Linked DNA regions of Mus musculus: region 1 is linked to region 2. A link is a contact called in public HiChIP or PLAC-seq data. All regions are on one chromosome and are shown on one strand. Each heading gives the region's core, a stretch centred on a gene start, on an enhancer-like site or on the middle of the called end of the contact. The rest is flanking DNA. Distances are from core to core; before and after follow the strand shown.

The links. HiChIP or PLAC-seq counts read pairs in DNA pulled down with a chosen protein or histone mark.
Region 1: an H3K27ac HiChIP or PLAC-seq map of large pre-B cells shows a contact between it and region 2, with 4 times the contacts expected there. The contact joins two enhancer-like sites. A contact is called at or near these places in 1 of 15 datasets of contacts at CTCF or cohesin (large pre-B cells), 2 of 484 Hi-C or Micro-C datasets (cortical neurons and nephron progenitors) and 4 of 115 datasets of contacts at active chromatin or transcription factors (differentiating embryonic stem cells, embryonic basal ganglia, embryonic stem cells and 1 more).

Annotation. Positions count from the first base shown.
Region 1 is chr10:119,064,200-119,067,331 of GRCm38.p6, forward strand. No RefSeq gene overlaps it. Among named protein-coding and RNA genes, the nearest start is that of Gm33861, 10 kb to the right of the region's middle. Within about 2 kb of position 1,377, at least 142 of the 459 cell types and tissues checked have an H3K27ac peak or open chromatin away from gene starts, as enhancers often do.
Region 2 is chr10:118,500,084-118,503,077 of GRCm38.p6, forward strand. It overlaps Ifngas1 (Ifng antisense RNA 1), which reads right to left. Exons shown (of 5, transcript NR_104123.1): 5 at 1,952-2,601. Among named protein-coding and RNA genes, the nearest start is that of Ifngas1, 55 kb to the right of the region's middle. Within about 2 kb of position 1,733, at least 12 of the 459 cell types and tissues checked have an H3K27ac peak or open chromatin away from gene starts, as enhancers often do.

The sequences.
Region 1 (3,132 bases), core at 127-2,626, 560 kb after region 2:
AGGATACACAATGAGATCCCTGTGTTTGCCTGTCTACCTATGTAGCCATGTCTCGATGCCCCCACCCAGGTCTCTGTGTTAATTATGCTCTACTCACAAAGGGTGTCCCTTATCACAAATAGTATGTACACTTCCCCTCCACTTGATAGGCTTATTTTTCCCAAAATCAGCCTGACTTCTTCCTCAACCCCGGCACTTCTGATGACATCATACCACCCAGCTTTTTATCTCGACACGCTGTCATTTCTAATGTTAATTTTAGCAATTTCATCAGTGGCCGTCAAGGAAATCAATATCCCACGTGGGCTAATCCCTGCCCTAGAGAAGAGCAGCTCTGCGACCCATCTTATTTGCTGATAGACTATCACACGAGAGGGTTTAGTCACTGGCTAATGCGATCCACCGCTGCGCTCTGCGTTCTGTCTCTGTGCTGGGCACTGATGGAGCCTGGAAATTAAAGATGAACAAGATGTGTCTTACTCTAAAGTGATTACTGACCCGTGGAGCAAGTTCTAGGCATTGTGGAAATTATTCATGAGGTGGGTAGGGCCAAGACTACCCTAGATCAGGGTGTCTTGAACTGTGGTCCCTCTGCCAACAATGGCACCATGACCTGGAAACTCATCTGATAAGAGCTTCCTTGGGCTCCTCTGACAACCCTGCTGTATTGGAGCTGTTCCTACAAAATTGATTTAGCATCCTTCCAGGGGTGTTGGCTGGGATAAGGGAGAGAAAGAACCTCCGGGTCTACACCACACACTCCCAACCTCTCTCTCCGTCTCCTCCTTCTTCTACAGAACTAGTAACATAGCCAGGGCACATCAGTCCAGAGAGACACTCCCCAAGATAAAGTAAAACACTGTCTTAGCACGTAAGGACCACACCGGACACCCTCTGCCTAGAACCAGAGAGATGCTTCTCGAAGATCAGCCGTGGTTCAGGCCACGCTGATGCGAACCCCTTCAGTGGACAAGAAAGCACGGAGGCTAAGATTGCCACTTTTGCCCCTGCTGCCTCGGAGGAAAACAAGCAATAGTCTCAGCTTGAGAACTCAAAGCGAAGGGACTCTGGGGCCATCGCGGTGTACGGGGGACCAGATCATGGTCTTAGCCCGTGAGTCCCGTGGCCCTGTGACTACTTTAAGTAAATTAAAGCACGCTGCTTTCTTTCTGGAATTCAAGGACAATGGATCCTGCCCATGGCAGACCTTGGCAGACCTCTCAGAACTCCTGGCCACTGGGTTTTTTTGTTTTGTTTTGGGTTTTTTTTTTTTTTTTTGGCTTCTTGCCACGTGTCATTAGTGACCTATTTTCCCTGCTGTGAGCTCAGCCATATCGAAGGCCCCTGAATCAGCAGTTTCTCCTCCACTTTGCTGGCTCCAGGCTGGTGAAACCGACACTAGCGTCACAGAGCATGCCACCTCGTATGCTCTCCCTCCCGTCCTCGGGGGAGGCGGAGAGCACGTGATCCTGATAAAGACGTAGGCTTTGACCTGAGGCTGCCTGGGAGAGCCCAGCTGTCGTGCCTCCTCCAGATAAACCGCTGAACCTGGGATTATTTTAGCTGAATAAGTAATCAGAACTAAAAATAGCCTTAAACTGCCTGGGCTTTGTTTAAACCCTGCCCAGGTGGGAAAGATAAGGTTTTTTGTTTTGTTTTGTTTTTTTAAATATAATCTAATTACAAAAGCATATTTTAAAACACTTTACTCCAAAATGCAAAAACTACTTTTACAACACGCCTATTTGGAATATAGTGCTCAGTTAATCTGGCTCTCTGAAAAAAAGAAAATGCCGTCATTTGAATTGCATACCGAGTTGAGATTACCAGTTGTTAAAAGCAACCAGAAATTGTGCTTAAACCTTCTAGGGATATCTTCAAACATAAATCCACGTGGGAAAATTACCCTTTGCTGCTTTAAAAACCAGCAAAAGCGAGCTTGCTGCCAGGCCTATTAATCTAGAAGCCACGTCCCACTAGAGGGCGCTGTCCTGGTCCGTCCTTCTCAGCCTCAGCGGCTTCCTGCTTTGTCCCTTTGCAGAGTGCTTCTTTTTTTTTTTTTTTTTTTTTTTTTTTTTTTTTTTGTTTTTTTTTGTTTTTTTTTTTTGTTTTTTTTTTTTTTCCATTTTTTATTAGGTATTTAGCTCATTTACATTTCCAATGCTATACCAAAAGTCCCCCTTACCCACCCACCCCCACTCCCCTACCCACCCACTCCCCCCCTTTGGCCCTGGCGTTCCCCTGTACCGGGGCACACAAAGTCTGCGTGTCCAATGGGCCTCTCTTTCCAGTGATGGCCGACTAGGCCATCTTTTGATACATATGCAGCTAGAGTCAAGAGCTCAGGGGTACTGGTTAGTTCATAATGTTGTTCCACCTATAGGGTTGAAGATCCCTTTAGCTCCTTGGGTACTTTCTCTAGCTCCTCCATTGGGAGCCCTGTGATCCATCCATTAGCTGACTGTGAGCATCCACTTCTGTGTTTGCTAGGCCCCGGCATAGTCTCACAAGAGACAGCTACATCTGGGTCCTTTCGATAAAATCTTGCTAGTATATGCAATGGTGTCAGCGTTTGGATGCTGATTATGGGGTGGATCCCTGGCTATGGCAGTCTCTACATGGTCCATCCTTTCATCTCAGCTCCAAACTTTGTTTCTGTAACTCCTTCCATGGGTGTTTTGTTCCCACTTCTAAGGAGGGGCATAGTGTCCACACTTCAGTCTTCATTTTTCTTGAGTTTCATGTGTTTAGGAAATTGTATCTTATATCGTGGGTATCCTAGGTTTTGGGCTAGTATCCACTTATCAGTGAGTACATATTGTGTGAGTTCCTTTGTGATTGTGTTACCTCACTCAGGATGATGCTCTCCAGGTCCATCCATTTGGCTAGGAATTTCATAAATTCATTCTTTTTAATAGCTGAGTAGTACTCCATTGTGTAGATGTACCACATTTTCTGTATCCATTCCTCTGTTGAGGGGCATCTGGGTTCTTTCCAGTTTCTGGCTATTATAAATAAGGCTGCTATGAACATAGTGGAGCATGTGTCCTTCTTACCAGTTGGGGCTTCTTCTGGATATATGCCCAGGAGAGGTATTGCTGGATCCTCCGGTAGTACTATGTCCAATTTTCT
Region 2 (2,994 bases), core at 483-2,982:
GAAAGAAGACATCACACTGTTTCTGGTTTGGTCCAAGACTAACCATCAAGGCCGTATAACATTGTCTTTCTACCACTGGTTTTCCCTGCAGATTATTTTTAAGTATAATAAGCTAAGTGCATGAAAATCTTTTTCTTGGGAGAGGGAGAGTTAATTAGCATTTTATTCCTAGCTCATCAGTGTTTTGTTTTTTGTTTGTTTGTTTTTTAATGAACTTTAAGTCGCTTAGCCATTCTTGGCCAGTGGAGATGACGTGATTATAAAACAAGGCTAAGGTGTATCTGCCTGTACTTCTCACCCCACTGAGACTTTACATCATGAAAGAAACATTGATTATTTCTGGAAATGGGCTTACGGCAATCAGAGAACCACTTGCAGGAAAAAAAAAACAAAACAAAATCCATATCTTCAGCCATACTTCAAAATATAATACAGATGGATTAATCTTAAGTATATGAAATAAAAGTATGAATTTCCAAGAAGAATTTTTTTATAACCTTGCAGTGCCTGTTGAGTTTAAATGCACAGATAACATTCTGGGTAAGAGACAGGTATACCTACCTCCTAAGGGTGGGGTTGAGGTTAATAGGTGAGCCAGTTCCTCACGTCCCAGGCTGTATCTTAGGTCACATGATAAAGGACAATACACATGAGGTGACATGATAAAAGTCAGGCAGAAACCCAGGTATTCATGGAGACAGCATCAGGCAGGAGCTTCCTTCTCTCCCTCCCTCCCTCCCCCACACCACCCACATCTTCCTCTGCCCTCTGCTCATTGTACTTGGAATGCTTTGCGCTCTTGCCTCCTGGAGGATGTTCTCCGGCAATGATGTCTCCTTTACCGCGAACACTTTCTTAATAGTTGATTATTCTCATGAGCATCTGAACACTGACTTTATGTCATTCTGAAATCCGGGTTTGCTCCTGATTCTCCTCTATCTGCAGGCTCCATGATTTGCTCACGTTGAAAATGAACTCTGGCAGAGTTGCCTATGCTCACCGTACCCATTTTCTTCCCATCCTGTGGTGACCCTGTTGTAATCAAGCCCTTCTACTGCTCCCTAGATGTTAACCTCCCCAAATTCCAAGTCCCCAATAGTTGCCTCTATTCCTAAATCCAGCAGTCATTTACCCATCCTCATCTTACTTACCAGCAGCATTTGAACCTCCCTCTAAGACGCCATGCTGACATCTTCTCACCTCAGTGATTTGTACTCCCTCTCAGAATCTTTATTCCCTTAACCTTGAAGTCTTCATATTCTATTAATCCTCCCAAAGGACATAGTCACTTTTGTAACTTCCAGCTTCAAGAACCTCAGCAAATAAACCCACAAAAATCCTTTGAGATCCCGCTCCAACCACAAGAGCAGCTAACCTGTGCAACGTGGATATACCTTGGAAGATGGCGTTTCAGGTCCACTAAGCCTACAGCTGACTACAGATCACTACATTCACGATGGGGCTAGGGTTATCTCTTCCTCTTCCACAATAGATGGTGTGTGTGTGTGTGTGTGTGTGTGTGTGTGTGTGTGTGTAAATTGTTCTTATGCAAGACTGCTGATTGTCAATCCCTCCTCACATGAGAGGCCTCCTTGGTAGAACTGGGGAACTGGGGGCTGTTGCCCAGCTTCCTAGGACTGGGCAACTGGCGGCCACACAGCCCAGAATAGTAAGCTTTCTAACCTAAACACACGGCCCTGCATGTCTCTGGCTTCTTAAACATGAAACCATAAGCATGTAAGACTGAGTCTGTCAGCCCAGCCCATAAGCCTGTGGCAGTCAAGGGTGCAGGACTATAAATACTGCTTTTCTGTTATGATTTTCATTCAAGTAGAACAAAATAACCCCACCCTACTCACTGGCGTGAGCAGATACAAAAACTGTTGAATGACTCAATTAATTGAATGACTCCAACATTTAAGAGTATATCATAATGAATAGTATCAGACATGTCTTAAAATTCAATTTATTATAAAGTTTTAAACTGTTCATTGAACATCATTAATTCAAAGTGGTACTAAAAGTTACAAACCTCACATGGACAGAATATTGATTTCATAGATTATGCTGTCGTCTTGTGTGCTACTTTTATAGGAAAAGCCTCTGCCATTTCTCATGGAACAAGCGAGATCCCCACATCCTAACAGACAATTGGGACAAACAAGGGATTTCAGAATGAGACTGTGAACACTGTGTCCCCAGATCCCAGCCAGTGAAGTCAGAGTAATGATTCCTATGGTGTGGAGAAAGCTGCACAGCAGGAAGTGTCCATGGGATGGACCTGGAGAAGAAAGAAGGCGAGAGGCATCTTTAGCTTGTTGGAATCCCTGCTCCCAGCTTTTCCTGGGCTTCTGACCCAGCCTTGACCCTTGACCTTCCCTCACTTGTTCTAGCTGTCTTTGATGTGGCCACCTGATAACACGTGTTTGCTAACATGTATTGGGGTTTGAAGTGAATGCACATGCAACAGGGTAGAGGAGGGAGACCTGGAACAAGAGTTACTGAAGCTGGAGCATGTCCGCGGCTGATGGCTGGACGTCAGCAAGTGGAAGAAACATGATCTCATTGTGTAGAATAGTGTGCCCGGCCAGCACACGGGTACTGTTAGAAAAGAATGGGAGAATATTTGACAGATTATGGGGATCTCAAGGTGGTAAGGCTTCGAGGACTCCTGTTTTACCCCTTTACCATGTGATTCAAAGCTTCTACACTGAAAATATAAAGACAATAAATCTTCGTAAGTGTAAAATAATAAGTTCCCTTTGCCTACATTATTATTCTGATATGTATCGTATACACCAATATATATGTGTCTACCTATCTATCTATCTATCTATCTATCTAACTATAGATACATTATATGTCAGAGAGAAATGGAAGCATTTAACAAAAGTTTTTTGAGACGATCCTTTGGCTTTGGTAGGCTACCTACCCACCATACATGCCCCTTTCCCACCTTGACCTAACTAACTAATACATTTAAAGGGCAATCCC